Regions from separate parts of the Mus musculus genome. Here regions 1 and 3 are each linked to region 2. The links are chromatin contacts, called in public HiChIP or PLAC-seq and promoter capture Hi-C maps. All regions are on one chromosome and are shown on one strand. The core of a region is the stretch at or near the end of the contact, and the rest is flanking DNA. Distances in the headings are between cores, read along the strand shown. Region 1 holds the start of Maff (v-maf musculoaponeurotic fibrosarcoma oncogene family, protein F (avian)). Region 2 holds the start of Pdgfb (platelet derived growth factor, B polypeptide). Region 3 holds the start of Enthd1 (ENTH domain containing 1).

Region 1 (3,159 bases), core at 198-2,697, 670 kb after region 2:
GGGGGTTCCCAGAACAGGTGTTCTCAGGCAGCGCTCCTCTCCCACATTAACCCTTCCCTCAGGAAGATCAGGGGTTAGCACTGGCTGCTGATCTTGCTGGGCATGGGTAGACTCCAGGTGTGCCAGCTGGCCCAGTATTTAAGTAGCCCTGGGGTCCAGGGTGGAAAGGGGGAGGATGACGGAGGGTGGAAGGGGCGGGAGAAAAATTCCAGACCTGGTGTGACCACCGATCGGTCTACACAGAGGTCCAGTCTAAGGAGTCCAACCTGAGGAGTGTGACAGTGGGCCTCATGCCATCCTCCTGGACCCAGCAGGTGCAGCCTCAGACACCCAGACCAACCACAGTCGCCAACAGAATAGTCCGGGAGCCTTGTGTTCTCCAATCTGTCACAAACTTTCTGGCCTTGCCTGTTTCTCCTGAGACTGGAAGAATGGGACAATCCAGGGGTGGACAGTCCATACTGAGCCGGAAAACTTGGGGCTAAGGAAGGACTCCCATGTACTAGGTTCCCAGATCCACCAGGTGGCCAGGAGAAGACTGGCTCGCTAACCTCTGCTCTATTCTAAGCTGCAGGCACCCGCGCTGGGCGAGGAACAAACACTGATGTCACATGGCTCCAGCCAGGGGAAACTCCAGAGACAACAGGGACCGGGCAGTCCCGGCTGGTGGAAAGGGGGAGGATGACGGAGGGTGGAAGGGGCGGGAGAAAAATTCCAGACCTGGTGTGACCACCGATCGGGCCACTTCCTTCGCTCGGGTCCTTATTCCGCATTTGCTCCAGTGGACACTGGTGCGCACCCACTTCAAGATACACTGGGCTAGTGTCAGTCTCCAAGGAGCGCGTGCGGCCACACACACAAACACACACCCCGAAGTACACCGTGTGCACGCAGCCCGCAGAACTCAGGACGCTCCCCAAAGAACACAGCCGCACGCACGCCACCGGGAGACGTAAACAAACCGCGCACACAAGGTGCTGGGCGCGGCTCCAGGGACTGTTCTCACCGAGTCACGTACGTGCACGCCCCGCCCCCGCCCCCGCCCCGGCTTCCTCCGGGGCCCGCGCACCGCCTCCCAGCCAGCCCCTCGGAGGCCCCTCCGGGAGCTGATGTTAAGGGGGCGCCGAAGGGGCAGGAGGACCACGCGCCGCCCAGGCAGGACCCGGAGCTCACACTTCTGGAGCTCGGTCCCCGTCCCTGACGCGTCCTTACCGCTCTCCGCCAGGCCCGGCGCTCAGTGCGTGCTTGTCGCGGCTGTCGCGGTGGCGGTCCTTGGCCGCTCTCGAGCCCCACTCCTCTCCGATCGGGACCGCAGTTCACTAGGAACCCGGCTCCGCGCAGCGCCGCTCCGAGTTTTGTTATGGGGCAGGCGGCGAAGGGGGCTGGAGCCGCGCGCAGTTGTAAGGCGAGCTTCCCGGAATTACTCACGCACAGGATTCCTTTCATTCATAAAAACCCAGTCATGCAGTGACGTCACCGCCCCAGCCGCCAGCAAGCCCCAGAGCGGCCGCCTGGAGCCGAGACCCCGCCCACGCCCGAGTGAGGCGCCGCCCCCAGTAGACCCCGCTGTAGGAGCCCACAGCCAGAGCCGCCACGGTTCTCCGTGCTGGGACTGTGTCCTCTGGATGCATTCACGTGACACCTCTGGAGAACGGCGTGGGTGGAGGTGTCATTTGCTTTGCTTTACAGTTCACTGTCTGGCCTCTTCTCTCGTCGATCTACATCCTTTGTCCGGATGACCTCATCCAGTCTCGTGGTTTTAAGTGCCTTCTCTGTACCTGTGAACCGTAGGTTTGTATTTCCGAAGCCACAGCAATTGCCTACCCCTGGTCTTCACGTGGTGTCGGCTCCATATCTTCAACCCTACCTCCACTCGCCCCAGGGACGCTTTCCCTGTGGGTCGATGTGCTTGCTTGTTACTAAACTCTGATGCCTAACGTTCAGACCCCACAACTTCCAAGGTGGAAGGAGACAATGACTCCAGAAAGCTGACCTCTGATCTCTACGTACTTAGAGCGGTGGAATGGGTCCATTCACACACAGACACATAACAAATAAGTGAATTTAAGGAAAACACAAGTTATAAGAAAAAGGTGTTCAAAAAATTTACCTCTGAACTCAAGTTCTCAATTCTAGAAAATACACAATCCTGTTCACCACCCTCCCCCACCCCCCACACACCCTTTTCCTACCTTCTAGAGAGCTGAGGCTGTGCCTGGCAAATAGTAGGTGCTCAACTAATGAAGAAATCCAGTAGACCTGTATGACAGTGAGGACCCCATGTGGCTAGATCCATCGCCCACATCCTCAGCCTAGGAGAACAGGGAGCCAGGCTTCTGCATCCACACCCTACTGCCCACAGAAGTCGATCTTTTGGTAATGGCCAAGCAATGTTGTGCAATGCTGCGTTTAGCAGTGGGGTTGGCCTTCTCACACTGTCTTTCCAGTGGCAGAGTCATGAGACGCCCCGCAAAAAATGGTATCCTGGGAGAAGAGGCTTCAGAGCTCAAGTGGCTGGAGGAGAGAATGATTTGGGATCTATCACATCTTTTTATCTTTCAGTGAGATCTTTGCCCATGTCACTGATCTTTCTGGTAAGAGGGACTGGTGGGTAGAATGAAGGTGAGAGAGCTGAGGCCTCCCTGTTGGCTGTCCTGCCAGACTGCACACTGTCACCCCCTCTACCAAACTCTGAGTCACAGGATGAAACAAGGCTACCAGACCCAGGACCCGTGAAACCTCGGAGTTCTTGCTCACTTGAGATGAAAGGGGAGACCGGTTGAGGGTGTCACTTCCATCCCCTCTGACAGCCTGCAGAGGAAGGCAGGTCAGTGTGGGCACTTGTCTGGACCCTGGCCTGCTCAGGTTACTCTTTGTTTGATAAGCTGCCTTCCTGAAAGACCTGGCCTGAGGCCACTCCCACTGCCTAAGTCTGGGACATCTTCAGCATTTAAACAGAGCAAGCCTGGAGTGTTCACACTGGTAGAAATTAAGAGACAAAAGCAGAGAAACCTGCCTTTTCTTTTCTCTTCCTTTCTTTTTTCTTCCTTCCCTCCTCCTCCTCCTCCTCCTCCTCCTCCTCCTCCTCCTCCTCCTCCTCCTCCTCCTCCTCCTCCTTCTTGTTTTGTTCCAAGAGAGCACAATGGCCCTAGAAAATGA
Region 2 (3,173 bases), core at 182-2,681:
TCACAGATTGGTCTAGACTGTCTGGGCGGGCGGCAAGTGCTAGTCTCTACCTTCCCGATGCCTGTTTAGATGAGTTCTGGGACTGGACTCAGCTCCTCTTCTAAGCATTTTACCAAATGGGGGTCTCCCCAGACCCCCAACCCAACCTATGGAGCCCACTGTCACAGAGATGGCAAACATTGCCAGCCCCCTCTCATTTTCCCACGATCCTCTGCAATTCTTCTTCTCCTCCGGTTATGTCTCCGAGTTACAGAAGAGGAAATCAAGGTACCATTGGTGAGCTTAACCTACCTTAGAGGTCACCTGCTCCAGGCTACCTCCCAGCCACTCTGCTAGCTAGTCATTTGGAAAAATGGGGTACCTGGAGCCACGTGTAAAGAGGCCCGAGAGGTTCTTCCTTATCAGTACCACCTCATCCAGGGCCATGAGAGGCAACAGCACCATTCAGTGGATATGGGGATACAGACCAAGTGGAGATGACAGGCAGCAGAAGTGGATGAGGGCAAGGTGCCCTAAAGGCAGGAGGCATTGCAGTGAGCCTGCCGGTCTTGTGGTGGGTGCTGGGCTGGCAAGCGTGCTTGCGTGTGACTGTGTCACTGTGACAGTGTGACTGCTGAAGGCAGGGACACAGCAGTTCCCTGAGCTGGGGGTGGAAGGTGTTAACTGTGAGAGTGCTGGTGTGGGTGGGTAGCCTCTGGGCCTGGAACTGGGTGGGGGGCAGAGAGGGGTAGTAAACACCCTGGTGACTTGAAGGCAGCATCTTGGTGGCAGTCCTTGGGAGGATGGTGCAGGGCTGGGGGTGGGGTGGGTTGAGTGACTTTGCAGTTCAACAGACTCAAATTCAGCTTATGCTGGCATGGCAGCGCATGCTGTGTGCCAGGCGACAAGCAAGGAGAGGCAGACCCAGTTTGTAGCTGAAGGGTTCCCGCTGGCTGTGGGTTTAGAGCTTCAACCTTGGGGCTGGTGTGTGGCTGGATGTTTTCTGATCATTCTGACATTTAATCCACACACTTTGTCCCCCACTTAGAGAATGTAGGGTGAATCACAGAAGGAAAGTGACGTGCCCAAGGTGACCCAGCTATTTAATTAGACTCAATGGAATCTAAGCTGCCAGGTTGCAGATGTCTGGTTCTGGGGTTCAGGGGCCACACTCCTGGCCTTGGTCCTGGCCCTGCAGACAGGCCCCTAAACACTGTGCTAATGGGTGGGGCCGCAGTTCACCTTCAGTTCCTGCCAAGAGGCTAGATTCACAGTCACAGGGGCTGCGTAGTTCTCAGAGACCCCTCAAGCAGCAGTCTTTGCCTGAGGACCTCCCTTGGTTCCTGCCCCCTCCCGGCGCTGACTCCGGGCCAGGAGAGGAAAGGCTGTCTCCACCCACCTCTTGCACTCTCCCTTCTCCTTTATAAAGGCCGGAACAGCTGAAGGGTGGCAACTTCTCCTGCAGCCGGGAGCAGCCTGCCTGCCTCCCCCGCTGCCTCCCTGAGGGCTTCCCTCCGGCCGCCAGCGCCCATCTTTCTCCAGAGAGATATTTTGCGCACACACACATACACACACGCGCAAAAGGGAAAGGAGGAAAAAAAAAAAAAGCCCACCCTCTAGCTTCGTTGCAACGAGAAAGCCGGAGCAGCCGCAGCTCGAAACCCGCAGAGGAAGCCCAGAGTGGCGAGCGAGTGGGTAGATAGACAGACTGACCCGAGCCGCGTCCACCTGTCGGCCCGGACCAGCCCAGCGCGCAGTGGGCGCGCCGCGCTCTCGGAGCAGCCGTGCCCGCCGCTTGGGCCCTGCGCCAGGGCGCACACGCTCCCGCCCCGCCACCCGGCCCGGGCGGGAGTTTGCACCTCTCCCTGCCCGGGTGTTCGGGCCGCCGCTGCAAAGCCAACTTTGGAAAAAGTTTTTTTTTGGAGACTTGGGCTTGGAGGTCCCCAGCTCTGCGCTTTCTGATCTGGGGGTCCGTTCCAGAAAATGTTGCAAAAAAGCTAAGCCAGCAGGCAGAGGAACACGCCTTTAGCGGGCGAGTGAAGACGAACCATCGGCTGCCGTGTTCCTTTTCCTCTCTGAGGTTGGAGTCCCCTGCGCGCCCCCACACGGCTAGACGCCTTGGCTGGTTCGCGACGCAGCCCCCAGACTGTGGATGCTCGCGTGGGCTCGGGATCCGCCCAGGTAGCGGCTTTGGACCCCGGTCCCTTGTCCAGGTCCTCCCCAGCCCCCCAGCGACGGAGCCGGGGCCGGGGGCGGCGGCGCCCGGGGGCCATGCGGGTGAGCCGCGGCGGCGGCTGCAGCGGCCTGATCGCCTGATCGCGGGGGACCCGAGCGGAGCCCACCCTCCTCCCCAGCCCCCAACCCTGGCCGCGGGGGCGGCGCGCTCCGTCTACGCGTCCGGGGCCCCGCGGGGCCGGGCCCGGAGTCGGCATGAATCGCTGCTGGGCGCTCTTCCTTCCTCTCTGCTGCTACCTGCGTCTGGTCAGCGCCGAGGTGAGTTGCGACGGCGGCTAGGGCTGGATCCTTCCCTGGTTGTCCCAGCCCCCACGCCTGGCCGCCCCCTCCTCTCCCTGCAGTGAACTTTGGAGCCTTGCAGCGCGTGAGTCAGGCGCCGGGCACTGGGTGGCCCCAAGGGCTGGGAGGCCAGGTCCGGGGTGCTGGGCTCCTGGGGAGGAGGCAGCGGTGGGTTTCTTTCCAGTGGACCAATCTAGATCCCTAAAGCTTTTAGTGTCCTAGAAGGTGTGTGCTGCCCTGCCCCCTGCCTCAGGAGCTAGAGATCTTAAGCTTCCCGGTTAAGGGGAAAAGGTGAGGTGATATCTAGGGTGTCTAAGGCATCGAGACCTCCTGTGTCCTCCTCAGAACCAGCCTGGGCTTTGGTTCTGCCCAGGACCCGGCCTGCCCTAGAAGTATGTGCCTTCGAACTCAGGATATCCAGAGATCTTTGGCAAGGGTTTTGGTCCCACCCTAGCTTCTGCACTGGTCTAGAGTGGGCACCTTGGGGTCATGCTGGACGATCCAAAAGCACCTTGTATCTTGGCGCAAGGGGTCCAGAGAAAGAGAGACGGAGACACTAGAGAGACAGGCAGACAGACAGACGGTAGGTTCAGACGCTTGGAGTAGAGACAGGACTGGAGGTGGGGCGCGCGCGCGGGGGGGGGGGTGTTGGTCTGAAGGAATCTAGCCCCCGGGGCGGT
Region 3 (3,238 bases), core at 561-3,060, 550 kb before region 2:
AAACAGAAAATTTGTTTACGAAAATGCTTCCAAAATTTGAGGATGCAGTTTAGAGAATATAGGAAAAATGAATAATAAATGCAGTCTTTCCAAAATATAGATAGGTAGCCATAAAAACAAAAGAGTTTTTAACAACTGTTCAATTCCAGCAAGTTATAATTCTAAGGCAGTTTTTTTTTTAAAGAAAAAATAGATCTGTGAAGACATGGATCAATATTTGTTATTCTAGGCTGGTGTTATGGTGCAGCTCTGCATTGAGTGAGTTTGGTGGAGGGGAAAAAGGACAGTAGAAATTGAAAATTTTAATAGTGTGCTGAACCATTATAAATCAGGTTTTCACTGCAGGAGGAAGTCAGACGAAATGTTCACATTCCGGGTGCATACGAGACAACCAGAACATCACAGAAACACACTTTCTTTTTCTTCATAGGATATGGTCTCTTTCTGAGAAATCTTATTAAAGCAATTATATTTTGTATCTAATTTATTTCAGACTGCATTGGGTTTAAATCAAAAGGTAGAGGGGCTGAAAGGGTTAATGATCTGGTTTTGTTTTTTGTTTTTTTAAGGTGATAGTTCATTTAACCATGCATCTGAAAATTATGTTTTCCCTTGATACACAGATTAATCAGGCGTGAGCTAGAAGCTGAGGAGGCCAAGGAAACAAAACTAAAAATACCAAACAGTCGTTATGAGTTTGATTTTTTTTTCTTTCTTTTGGATGGGTGCAGCTTTGATAGCAAAATCTGATTATAGTTCATCTAGACTTCGTTGGGTCTGGATGCTCATCAGGGCTTGAAATCAATTTGGCACAGTGCCTTTGTCCCTGTCGGAGGTGAATCACCAGAGAAATTACAAACTAAGTGACTCACCTTCCTGCAGAGTAATGAAAAAGAGGAAGGGAGTTTCATGTAAATCAGAAACTGGTAATTCTCAAGTATCTTGCGAATTCTTAGGGCCGAGTACCGGTTTAAGTTTGAATGCGTTTTTATATTAACCTAAATGCTTCCTCTTCTATGTATGGGGAAGCTGTCAGACTCCTGCTAATCACTCCAGGCCTAAGGGAGTTCCTCACGCCATGTCATTTATAAATAGCACTTTGATACTGTTGAATGTTAAAACCACACCTTTTTTTCCCTGAAAGCGAGTAAAGAAAGTAATCGAAGCTTTCCCTCTAGTTTGCTAGGCTAAGATGCTGCTTTGGATACTGTGTTAGCTGTAATCCACAGGAGGTAGAGTATTTATCTTAACGCCGGCTCTCTAGATAGACCAGAGAGCAGCACCTACTCAGGTTTGATCAGAGTGCTTCATGGTTCTGCAGGGAACAGGGTTCTGGGTACGAGGAGGACCTCACACTCAATTTTCACCACCATTCAAATTATTTCCAGGACACAGTGTGTATAACAACAGCTTTTGTTAAGAAAGAGGTGTCAGAGTGCAAATTCCCCCTGAACTATGAATCTGTCTCCTCTGTGTGTACGTCTTTAAACTCGTACTCCTTGTCAAGGGAGCTGAGCAATATTTTCTGCAGAACCTTTTAGGAGCAGATAGACTACCTATATTCTCTGGATAGCTGAGGTCAGTCTTGTGAGGGATTTTCCCGTGTTTATCCTAAGCACACCTATATAGAGTCCTTTCCTTCCTCAGGCTGGTGATGTGACAGGCTTTCTTGGAAACTAAAATTTTTTTTTTTTTCAGACTAACTTGGTCTCCTGTAGACATTTTTTTTTTTTTTTTTTTTGAGGAACTTACACCACATTTTTTGTACTTTCCTTGCAGGAAATCGATACTTTACCAGGTGGAGATGAATCATTTGTGTTTGAGAGCGGCAGAACTTGGGACGAATCTGTCAGGCGCTCTGTAAACCAGTCACTCCTGACCCATCGCTCTCACCCACCTCCACCCCCTCCTCAGACTCACTGTAGCTATGTCATTCAGGAGGCAAGTGAAGAACTTCGTGAAAAATTACTCAGATGCCGAAAAAAAAGTCAGGGAAGCAACTTCCAATGACCCCTGGGGCCCCTCTAGCTCTCTGATGTTAGCTATCAGTGACATGACTTTCAATGCGGCCTCCCTCTCGGAGATCATGCACATGCTGTGGCAGCGACTCAGCGACCACGGGAAGAACTGGCGCCACGTGTACAAATCCCTCGCCCTGATGGACTACCTCATCAAGAACGGCTCCAGGAAAGTTATTCAGTATTGCAGAGAGGGCGTCTGTAACCTTCAAATGCTAAAGGATTTTCAACACATAGATGAAGCGGGCAAAGACCAAGGTAACAGTTTGTAAAAATTCGACAGTGTGCCTGTAAGGACAGGCGTGTATAGCAGTGTTTTAAATCTTCAACTGGAGCAAGGCGGTTCTCAATTTTTGAGTGCCTTGTGATGTAGCCTAGGCTGTCCTGAGCTTGCCCTCCAGTCCCAACCTCCCTCGCGCTAGGTTGATGTGCACCCTGTTATCACCCTGGGCTTAAAGAGTTGTCCTTAGATGTCCCAGCCACTGTTTTCCTCCGACCGCTGTGGTTCTCATTTCCGTCCTCTGATTGACTGTGGCACTTGGGAGAAGAGTGTGTTTGTTTTCAAAAGAGCACAGAACACACGCAGGTCCTGATCCAGTGACGCCTCACAGAAAAGTAAATACAGCAAATGAAGAGAGGAGACGCTGCCGTTTGTGTGTTGATGTCACTGTAATTCACGAGTATAATTAAGTCGGAATTTAGTCATAAACTAGGGAAGTGTTTCTAGGGACTCTGGAATCTCCGAAGGCTATGGAGATGAGCTCACTTAACTGAAGCACAGAAATTCAGGTCTTAAGATAATTCTGGGTGTAGAAAGGCGATGGCATAGGAAGATGGTATAGAGTATTGAAGTGGATTGGTGCCAAATTTGCAAAGAAAAGAGCCAACATTCCTTTCCTTTGTGTTAGAAATGCAAAGTTATAATTGTGCCTAAAGTGATAGGTTTTAAGTCATAAGAAGAAAATACAGTTCACTCTACTCTCCATGGTTACTGCATTTTAAAATGATAACTTTAAAGAAATGAAAAAATGAGACAAAAATAGTTTCTATGAACCCTTCTCCACCAAAACATCATCTCTCCAGTTTCTAAGATCAGTGAGGTACACTTGCTACAAGTGGCAGCCAGTGTTGACACTACTACTGATGTTCAGTTTAGTTGTATCATAGTTCTGTAGGTTTTGGAAAGACATACTGTCCTGTGTCAACCACCCAGTATAACA

Evidence for each region. HiChIP or PLAC-seq counts read pairs in DNA pulled down with a chosen protein or histone mark. Capture Hi-C pulls out chosen DNA fragments and counts their contacts.
Region 1: a promoter capture Hi-C map of pancreatic islet shows a contact between it and region 2. The contact joins the promoter of Maff here to the promoter of Pdgfb in region 2. A contact is called at or near these places in 2 of 115 datasets of contacts at active chromatin or transcription factors (microglia and pancreatic cancer cells) and 1 of 9 other capture datasets (pancreatic islet).
Region 3: a contact with region 2 is called in a FOXA1 HiChIP or PLAC-seq map of pancreatic cancer cells. The contact joins the promoter of Enthd1 here to the promoter of Pdgfb in region 2. A contact is called at or near these places in 1 of 39 promoter capture datasets (liver) and 1 of 115 datasets of contacts at active chromatin or transcription factors (pancreatic cancer cells).

Annotation. Positions count from the first base shown.
Region 1 is chr15:79,345,808-79,348,966 of GRCm38.p6, reverse strand. Maff (v-maf musculoaponeurotic fibrosarcoma oncogene family, protein F (avian)) reads right to left here and starts at 1,447. Exons shown (of 3, transcript NM_010755.4): 1 at 1,213-1,447.
Region 2 is chr15:80,013,235-80,016,407 of GRCm38.p6, reverse strand. It overlaps Pdgfb (platelet derived growth factor, B polypeptide), which reads left to right and starts at 1,431. Exons shown (of 7, transcript NM_011057.4): 1 at 1,431-2,472. The coding sequence starts at 2,410.
Region 3 is chr15:80,559,042-80,562,279 of GRCm38.p6, reverse strand. It overlaps Enthd1 (ENTH domain containing 1), which reads left to right and starts at 1,810. Exons shown (of 6, transcript NM_001163189.1): 1 at 1,810-2,276. The coding sequence starts at 1,928.